Regions from separate parts of the Ovis aries genome. Here region 2 is linked to region 1. A link is a contact called in public Hi-C data. All regions are on one chromosome and are shown on one strand. Each heading gives the region's core, a stretch centred on a gene start, on an enhancer-like site or on the middle of the called end of the contact. The rest is flanking DNA. Distances are from core to core; before and after follow the strand shown.

The links. Hi-C and Micro-C count contacts between places; a contact is called where the count stands out from the background.
Region 2: a contact with region 1 is called in a Hi-C map of hypothalamus, with 1.8 times the contacts expected there. The contact joins the enhancer-like site here to the promoter of NDST1 in region 1.

The regions. Positions count from the first base shown.
Region 1 is chr5:59,574,363-59,579,312 of ARS-UI_Ramb_v3.0, reverse strand. It overlaps NDST1 (N-deacetylase and N-sulfotransferase 1), which reads right to left and starts at 2,563. Exons shown (of 16, transcript XM_015096147.3): 1 at 2,349-2,563; 2 at 1,431-1,489.
Region 2 is chr5:59,644,572-59,649,771 of ARS-UI_Ramb_v3.0, reverse strand. It overlaps NDST1 (N-deacetylase and N-sulfotransferase 1), which reads right to left. Exons shown (of 16, transcript XM_015096147.3): 12 at 3,227-3,401; 13 at 785-955; 14 at 53-162. Among named protein-coding and RNA genes, the nearest start is that of NDST1, 70 kb to the right of the region's middle. Within about 2 kb of position 3,816, at least 27 of the 54 cell types and tissues checked have an H3K27ac peak or open chromatin away from gene starts, as enhancers often do. A contact at or near this core is called in hypothalamus, where this site is marked.

The DNA of each region.
Region 1 (4,950 bases), core at 1,314-3,813:
AACAGTAATGCACAAACTTTCCTCTCCCCAAAACTTTTTTCATTGTCTACTCCCACTCTATTGTTTTAATATGTCATTTACTAACCAGCAATTTGTTTTCTATTTTTAAATAAATTTCTCAAGGCCCCTACTCAGAGCCTGATACACAGTCATGGAATGGTACCGCCACCAGAAGACTGGGCTAGCACAGAGCACTTATGCAAGTGAAAGTCTAGGCCACCCCACATTCATTCCTGGGCTATTTACTGAGGGCCTACAGTGTCCTCTGGACTCAGAAACCCATGCATTTTCCATGAGGATTCTGCAATCGAGACATGGGCTCAAAATCCACCCTTCCTGACTATCCTCAAGGACGCTTGGGGTTGGGGCACCAAAGCAGCCCACTACTTTTGCAGTGAGGACCCTGCTAATGAGTCACACCAGAGGACACCTGGAATGTAAGTCCCTTGGCCATAGGTCTCTCATCACCCCAAGGGCTCCGCTCCTGGCCCTACCTCTGCCCCTTGCTGATCTGAAAGTGACCTGGTCCGAATGGAGCTGGAAAGCTCTTCGGTTCCCTGGGTACTGGGAAGAGACAGCCACCAGCTGTCCCTGGGCAGAGCACCACCCGCACGACAAGCTAGTTGCTGCCATGGACCCAGCCAGCAACAGAACTTGGACCATTATCCAGCGCCAGGCCCAGGCTCCAGCCTCCCACAATAATAAGAACCAAAGCACAAGACGTCAGCCCTTACGAGACTGAACAGAAGGAGCAACACCTGGGGGTAAGGGAAAGGCCAAGGGTGTCCTGATAATTTCAGAGGAAAATAAGATCAGTCACAGCAGGACTTTATAGAGCCCTGTGAGACTCAGGCTGGGGGAGGGGAGTCAAATCCAAGCTCCACCGCTTCTCACCTGTGTAACCTTCCCGATTTCTGTGCCTCAGTTTGCCCCTCTGTAAAATCTTGCTGATAGTCACATGGTAGAATTAAACAAGATAAAGTATATAAGGCAATTAGCCCAGGGCCTGGCGTGTAATACACACAGGACAAATACTTGTTGAATATAAGCATTCTCCTGTTTACTAAGGTACCCCAGGTTCTCATTTCATTCTTATCCTGGCCCATTCTTACACTTTGCCCATTTTACAGGTGAGAAAATTGAGGCTAGGGGAAGGTAAGAAATCAGCCCAAGCTTACAGAGCTGGGAAGTGACAGGCACCCAGGTCAATCTGAACCTCAAACCAGGGAAAATAATGCCCAGGCCATTCCAAATGCTCTGGGCGGGTGGGTACAGCAGCTGGGTGTGATGGTGGGGCTCTGTATCCCCTGGGCTTGGCATGGCTCCTCGCTGACCCACCGGGGCCTGAGTCTGGGAAAGAGCCAGGAGGCCAGTGCCCAGTTTCCCAGTTTGTCCCAGAGCCCTCGCGTCCACATACGCCCCCTTCTTACCTCGTCCCAGGTTGTTAAAGGGCAGCGTTCAAAGCGGGGGTGTCCTTGCTCCCGAGAACCTGAGGGAGGAGAGGAGTTAAGAGACCAGACGGATCACTACCCAGGGAAAACCGGTCCGGCTGCCTTACCCTTCCCGAAGCGGGGACCGGCCTCTAACCCCCTCCCTCGCTAGACAAAAGTTTCCCCTGTTCGGGAGTGGGGAGGGGGAGGGGGCATTCCTCGTGAGTGACATTATCCGTGACCTACAGCTGCCGCGCTGCCCTCGCCCGCACCCCGGCCTGCCCCTGGCCCCCGCGCGGTCCCCCACCCCTTTGTCCTCCCACCCCCGTGCGCGGGGCCCCGCGGACGCTGCAAGCCCGGCCGGCGCCCGCCCGCACCAAACTTGAGCCGGCAGCCACTCGGGCCCCGCGCGGCCTGCACGCCCGGCTCGACTCGGGCCCCGCCGGCTCGGCGACAGGGGACTGGCCGGCCCCGGCCCTCCCAGCCTCTTACCTGCCTCGGCTAGGGCGCCACCCGGGGGACGGGGCGCTCCCGGCGAGCCGCCGGACGCCTGGGTCCCCCGGGCCGAGCGCGCGCCGTGGGGCACTGGCCCGGGCCGGGGTTAACCCCTTCGCGGCCGCCTCCCGCCGTTCCCACCCCCGCTCCACGCCGCCGCCGCCCCGCCTTCCGCAGGCTCTCCACCCCTAGGCCCTCCCTCCCGGTGCCCAGCCCCCAGTCCCGGCCCCCGGCACTGCGCTGGGGCACCGCTCAGCCTTCCCCCTCGTCCCGCGGTGGGAGGTGAGGGGGTCTCCCAGGAGGCTGGAAGTTGGGGCGCGCCACCTCGCCCCCGCGCGGGCCCGCGGAGCACAGAGGGGTGAACCCGCGCGCCAAGGGACCCCCCCACCTGCCTCCCCTAACACCCTCCGGCCCGGCGCCTACCTCCCCGAATCTCGGCGGTGGAGGCGGGTTTCGATCCCGCGATGGAGCGTGGGTGCCGGCCGGAGATCAGCGCCGGAGGCCCGAGCGGCCGGCGGGCGTGCGGCGAGCACCCCGGGGCGGGGGCCGGGGCGGGACTGGGCGCTGCTATCGGGGCTGGATTTCTCGGCTTCCACCCGGATTCTCCCTCGGCTCTCCCGGCCGATTCGGTGCTGCTCGGCGACCACGTGACGCGGGCTGCCTTTGACCCCAGTCTCGGAGCGGGTAGGGGGCGGGGGCGGGAGGGGTGTCAGATGCTGGACCCACGAGGGCCCGAGGCGGCTGCCGGGAGTCCCGGAGGCGGTGACCTCGAGGAAACAAAGCCCGAGTGAAGCCAACAAGTTATTCGGGGTCAAGGAGGGAACAGTACTGGGGGGTCGGAGACGCTGCAGAGAGACCGAGGGAGACAAAGACCCGCGCCCGCCGTGCTTCCAAGGGCCCTGGGAGCGGCCCGCCGGGCCCGAAGGGGCCTCGTGGCTCTGCCGCCACTAGGCTTGTGACAGCCCTCCAGGGCCTCCTCTGACGGCTCCCAAACAACTAGGTCTCTGCTGGAGTGACCCCTCCTGCGTGCGCAGTTCTTCCCTGCACCCCTACCCCTTTGCCCTTACCCTCAAAAACCCCTTTATTCCCTTTATCGTGATTATCTTGTTCATTTATTGGTTTCATTGTTTACTAGAATCATCTTCCCCAACAAGTTGTTCCCAGCTGAATTCCCAGCGCCTGGCACGTAACAGGCAGATGAAGAGATGGATGACATTGTGCAAATCTCTTCTCCCACTGAGCCTCAGTTTCCTACCTCCAGTGTTATTTCAAGGATCTCAAGGACCCTACAAATTAGGCAGGATTACAGTGGTCATCCTCATTAAACAGATGAGAACCTTGAGGCCCAGAAAGACAAAATGATTTCTGGGAGTTTCTTAAGTGGCTGAGAGCAGGAGCCTGCACACAGATGTATTTGTTCCAGGTGGGGCTTTTTGCCATTCATGAGCCTGTCTGTAAAATGAGGGGCTGGGTCATTAGTTGATTGGTTGATTAGGAGCCATAAGGAGTTTGTTTAATGATGTAGATCACCAGGCCCCTACCCTACCCTACAGGTCTGACTCATAGGCCTGGAGTGAGACTAGAGCAAATTTGGAAAGCAATAGATTGGTGGTTTCCTAAGGGCCTTCAGAGGCTCAAGATTACCTCACTGTAGGAGCAAAGCTTAATATATATATATATATATATGTATATGAAACTATCATATGACCCAGCAATCCCACTACTGGGCATATACCCTGAGAAAACCATACCTGGAAAAGACACATGCACCCCATTATTCGTTGCAACACTTCTTACGGTAGCTAGGACATAGAAGCAGCCTAGATGTCCACTGACAGATGAATGGATACAGAAGCTGTGGTACATACATACAATGGAATGTTACTCAGCTTTAAAAAAAGAATGCATTTGAGTCAGTACTAGTGAGGTAGATGAACCTAGAGTCTATTTTACAGAGTGAAGTAAGTCAAAGAAGAGAAAGACAAATATTGTATATTAACACACATGTATGGAGTCTAGAAAGACGGTACTGATGAACCTGTCTGCAGGCCGGCAGTGGAGAGACAAACAGCAGACTTGTGGACATGGTGTGGGAGGGGCAGGGTGGCAAGGATCCAGAGAGAAGCATGGAAGCATATCCATTACCATACGTGAAACAGCCAGCCAGTGAGAATTTGCTTTGTGACACAAGGAGCTCAACCCAGCGCTCTGTGACAACCTAGAGAGGTGGGATGGGGTGGAAGATGGGAAGGAGGTTCAGGAGGGAGGGGGCAAATATATACCTGTGGCTGATTCATGTTGATGTGTGGCAGAAACCAGCACAATACTGTAAAGTGAATATCTTGCAATAAAACAAAAAATATGTGAAAAAAAAATAGCAAAGCCAGGAAAGGTAAAAACGTTAAGCCGGTCACTTAAAGAGTAAGACAGACTCACCCCAACTTCCCTAAAGAGTAACCTCCCTGCGGTTGCGGTGGGGAGGGGGGAGGGGTTGAGAGGGAGAAGGGATTTCAGCCAGCCCACTCATGTCTCAGAGAGGGAAAGACTCAAAGGCCTGAGCAAGGTATGCGGCTGAGGGGTGGGACCAGGCTCAAGACCAGTCATGTCCATGTGACAGCTTTAGATGGAGCACAGTCTGTTGGACTTAGCCTAGGGTTGGTGACCACAGGCCCAAACTGCAGGCCTTGTTCAAAGATAGGCTTGTGACTTCCTAGGGCATACTCCAGCCATGCCATCAGTTTAGCCAGGGAAATCAGCATCCACCAGCAAATTCTCTTTCATGACCCATGTTCCTGCAGTCAACGATCTAAAAACCCTGAATACAGTCTGGGTCTTGGGCAGGTTAAACAAGCCCCAAAATCTTACGCTCAAATCTGCTTTAGAAAACCGTTTTCATCCACATGAGGTCCTGCAGGCGTCTTCCCTGTGTCAGGGCCTGTGTTCTTGGTAACAGGTGCAGGGTTGAAAGAACACAGATCTGCACTCTTAAGAAGTGTCCCGGTGTGTTTGGAAATGATCTGCATGA
Region 2 (5,200 bases), core at 2,567-5,066, 69 kb before region 1:
CCATGTGCCTGTTTAGAACATCCCCCTGCTGAAAGGCCAAGATAACACTCACGCCAGCGTTTTGTGGTAGTCAATGGTGTTTGTCACCCCAAGGAACTTTTGCACTGTGTCCATCACTTTGGCAGGTTCTGTTCGCAGCAATTTGCCATCCAAGACCAGAATCTGGAAAAAAAAAAAAGAGTGTGATCTGAACCTGTTTTCACTCCGGTGGCCAACAGGCCCCTAGTCTTCTGGGTCAGCAGCCACAGTTATGGGTTGGGGACCCTACGCTCTGTAGAGTGCCTCCTCCTCCTCCTCAGACAGGAGGCGTCCTTGTGCCTCAGTCCTGGGCAGTCTTGCTCCCTGCCTTCTTCTGACTGACACCGTCCTCTCCCAGCATTTAATCCATCACCAAGACCCTGTCTTTCCCTCCTGCCCCTACGACACCACCCTCTCTGCCTCTCTCCAAGTTTCTGGACTACATGTCACTCTCCTGCCTAAACCTTCCAAGGGTTTCCTTAAAATGCCTTAGCAACCTGGCTCTTTACCTCTCCAACTGGGCTCTCCTCCCCTCCCTCCCAGGGCCTATTCCAGGGCTTTCTGGGTCCCCTTAGGGTTACAGAGCCTGCTGTGATGGGACAAGGGCTTGGGATAAACAAGACTGAAACCTTTGACGATCCCAAAGACCTAAGTGTCCAACGACTGCATTTCTGGCCCTGTCACTGGTAAAAGGGATCTTGAGGCCCTCAGCTAACTGCCCCAAGTCAGTGCTATAGCTGCCCTCCCGAGTCAGGGATAGGCCTACCTGGTTGGCGTGAAAGGCGCTGAGCCAGCGCTCGATGTGGGTGGCGTACCAGCCAGGGACCAGGCAGCGGTTCTGGAGGGTGCGCAGTTTCAAGGATGCGTCGGGCCCAGCAGTGATCACCTCATGGAAAGTGTACTTCAGGGCTACCGGGTCATCGTGGGCTCGCTGGTGCTGCAGACAAGCAGGGAGAGAGGGTCAGTGTGTCACATGGAGGCACCAAAGGGAGAGGCTTTTGTGGGGCAGTGACTAGGAGGTGGCCAGGACACCGAGCTGGAACCAGGAGCCCTGGCCTCAAGATCTGGCTCTACCTGTCATTACCCTTTGACCTCAGGGAAGTCACAGCCCCCTGGAGCCCTAGTTTCCCCATCTTTGCAAGATGGGGGTCAGCCTAGGTCAGAATTTCCGAATGCTGCTCCCTTTACACCGTCTCTGTGGTCTCTGCCATGCCCACCTGTACAAGCCAAATCAACAGGATTGTCTTTATGTGGACACATCTTATTCACATAAATGCATTTCAAAATAAAACTCAATACTGCCTTCACAGACAGAAAACTAGAACCAGCTGTCGTATATAAAGATAATAAAGGTAATCATTCATAAATACAATAAAAATAAAGCTATGTGCTCACACACCAGGCAGATACAAATGTCTGCTCCAAGCCTTGATGCAGTCAGGCAGGCAGAGCCCGTGATAGGATTGGTGCCCTGGTACAAAGAGACACTACAGAGGTGGTTTGCCATGACACAGTGACATGGTGGCTGTCTAAAAGCCAGGAAGGGAGCTCTCACCAGGAGCCAGACCGACTGGTACCTCAGTCTTGGACTTGAGATTTCTAGGCTCCAGGACTGCGAGAAAAAAGTGCTGCTGTTTAAGCCACCCAATCTATAATATTTGCTGTGGCAGCCCAAGCAGACTAAAACAGAAGGACTGGGGAAGAACTGGAAAGGGGAAAACACCAGGTTTGAAGCCCCTGAAATAATGCCCCAGGCAGTCGGCATCTGCAGAGTGCCAAAGTCCAGAGATCACGAGCCTGTTCACCAGGGGTGACCCTCAGGAGCCCCCACACCCTCACTGAGCATCACACACAGCCTGGGCCAGGGATTGGGGGACAGCCCCCTTCCTCCTGATCTCCCCTCTGAGGCAGGCCATCATCCTTCCCTTCCCTTCCTTGGACCTCCCTGGACCGTCCTGGGAGGAATCAGCCCCCCTTCGCCTTATCCCGCCTCAGCCACAGACAGAAGAAAGAACAGGGGCTTAGACCTGGAGGAGCTGGGTTCAAAACGCCAGCACATGAACTTGAGCTAGTCACCGGCTTGATGAACCTGTCTGTGAGAGGAGACACAAAGCTCTCCGCCCTCTAGAGGAGGAGGTGCATTAGGACAGAACCCGGATGCCTCCACCCAGGGCTGCTTTCCCTCTGCCTCCCTCTCCTGCCTCTTTCCTCCCCTCATAAATACAGATGGTCAGTCTCTGCTCACTGCCGGGGCACAGGGTAGGGGGCAGCAGGGCACGCAAGGGAAATGGCTTCTGTTCCCCCGGGATCAAAGCCCAGAGGAAAGAATACTGGGGTATAGACAGAAAGTCCTAGATAAGTGAGAGGAAGAGTGGGGTTGTACACCAGAAAAGGAGGGTAACCAGGCTTGGGAGGGAGAGGAGGGGAGAGGTCTGTTGGGGGATCTGCACCCAGACTCCTACCAGCCTGTGGTCACAATGAAGCCCCAGAGAGGAAGCTCAGAGAGTGGCCAGGCCTACAGTAGGACCAGCTCTAGAGCAGGAAGCCCCCCACTCTGGCATAAGCATAATTCCAGCAAGACTGGCAGGTAGGGGAGGAAACCCCCCAAAAGACCCGAGGTTAAGCTTTCCTATAAGCCCAGTGGAAAGGGGCTCAGAAAAAATTCAGTCAGGTCATTGATATTACAGGAAATTCTAGTTCTTACACAATCAAGTAGAAACTAGAAGCTGCATTCCCTCACACAAACCACAGTCCAGGTAACTTCCTTCCCTGATCAGGCATTTGCATCCTCCACTAGGAATGGCAGGTCCTGTGTTCTGTCCCTCTCTGAATTCCCAGCCCCACCCAGAGCCCAGTGAGGCGGCCACAGATAGCATGAAGCCTGGATCACTATTCGCCAAATCCTGGCTTCAGCAAGACAAAACCAGCCTCCACCTCTACTTGGAGAATCAGAGTCAGAGCAGGTCCCCAGATGAAGCTGGGAGGGGGAGCAGGTAACCTGGCTGGGACTCAGCATGGATTTCTGCCCGGCTCCTCCTCTGGGCTGGGAGCACAGTAGAGGGGACCCTGTTCTTACCCACCAGTGCACTGCAGGAGCCAGCTGAGGGTGAGCACAAAGACGACGCAGGAAAAGTGTTCGCTGATATTTATTAGTGGCTGAGTGGAGGACACAGCCCGTGCCACTACCCAGGGCCCCTCCCCAGCTCACCTGGTACCAGGAGTAGGCTCGGTCCGCTGGGTTGATGAGGATGGTCAGGACCTTGGCCTTGGGTAACAGGGCAGCTGCCCGCCGGGGAGCCACTTCCGAATCAAAGTAGTTGGCGCTTTTCTCAAAGTAGAAGTCGGAGGTGGTGTTGGAGGGGATAGGGAAGAATTCCATGTACCTGCAGGAAGCCCACAGAAGAGGGCTCACAGGCAAGATTCAGGAGGAGGGGCCTGGGGAATGCAGCCAGGAGGGCCAGGCTCACTGAGGGGTGGAACGTGAGAATGCAAGCAGGCACGCTGCTCTGGGTCTAACGAGGACTTACTTGCCAGGATCCCTTACTTGCCAGGATCCGAGGCAGAGTGGCCACTGGCAGACTCCTTATGAATCAGCTGCTTTTTCGGGGAGACCTCAGGATCAAGAGGATCTGAAGACTTGTGGGTGTGATGTGTGTGGCGGGGCTGGGGGCAGGGGGAGGTGTGTACGCATGGGAAGGGGTTGTGTCTTTTCTTCTTAAACGGGATGCTCCCAGGGTGAAACTAACAGAGCCCTAACCCCTACTGCCACTAGGGGGCGAGCGGGGACGCTTCTGACCCGGGAACCCCAGCACTGAGGGGAAGGACGCCCTCTGCTGCCTCCAGGCTGCAGGGTTTCCTTCCTGACCTGATGGTACTTTCTAAGCTGTTACTGTAGACCAGCAGACAAGGAGGGGAGGCGACTGACTGCCTACCATCTGTCCCCCCACACTCCGCCTGCCTCATATGGGTGAACCTCACAGTTTCCCAGATGAACCTCCCACATCCCGCCCAGAGTGACTGTCCACACCAGTCCTGAGATCACCTCTAGGTTGAGGGCCCCTCAGAAAAGAAAATAAACACTCCAGACCCTCCCAGGGGTACCTACTCACGCAAGACGGAGCTACAGCTTCGGAAGTTTCTGGGAACCAAAGCCCACAGAGCCCGTCTTAGTTGAGGGCATAGGATCCCTACTCTATCCTGTGAGGCGAGGTTTCTCCTGGGTGGTCCCAGGGACCCATTTATCAGATTTCAGAGTTACCCGGGGGCCTGGGGGATTTCTGTACCCCTACAAACAAAATATTTGGAGTGGAGCTGAGAAATTGCTAGTTCTCTCACATTTCCAAAATTTCTTTACAAAATAGCACCTTTATGTTCACAGTTCATTGTTGGTTATACCTGAAGGGAGAAAGCTCTGAGAAAGCAGCTTTTTTGCTAAGTCTGTAGCAAAGCCATCCAGCAGCAAACCCTGACTTCAGAATCTTACCTGGCATAAATGTTCACATACTTTGCTACAGATATATTAATAAACTTGCTAATGGGTGCTGCCGCAGACCTTGGTGAAGGTGCTGTTAAATATGCTATGTCCCTCTAAATCCAGAAAGAGGTGACTTCCAATCATGCATCTGGTTACAATGGATTTTAGATAAGAGATTGTGGCAGTATCAGAGAGAGAAAAAGACAGCTAGATTGCCTGACAGATGATTGGAAGGAAGAAACAGAAAGAGGCTGCTGGTAATACACAGAGAAATACCAGAAAACAGAATAATGCTCATGAGGCCTCTACTCAGGTAAACCACAGACATAAAAACAATGATAAACAATACACGTATAAGGTTAGAAAAGACAAATAAGAAAGAGGCAAACATAAGAAACACGGTGTGGAAGCATCCCCCCAGCACCCACACCCTGGGGTAGCCTCTTGGCGACAGCTTCTGGTAGGAATCTACAACTCCAGCCACGCTCCCAGGAGACTCCCTGAAGACCTAACAAGCCACCTCTGAAGGGCTCACAAGAACGCCTCCTGCTACACGGTCAGTCACACGCAGTGGAAAGGGCCAGCTTTCCGGTCAGAACCCCTGGATTTTTAACCCCTGCTCTGTCCTCAGCTCTCAGGGCCTCAGGCGTGTCCCTCTTCTCTTCTTGGACTCGTGAAGGCAAGGAAGGGGAGGGACTCTAACGTCTA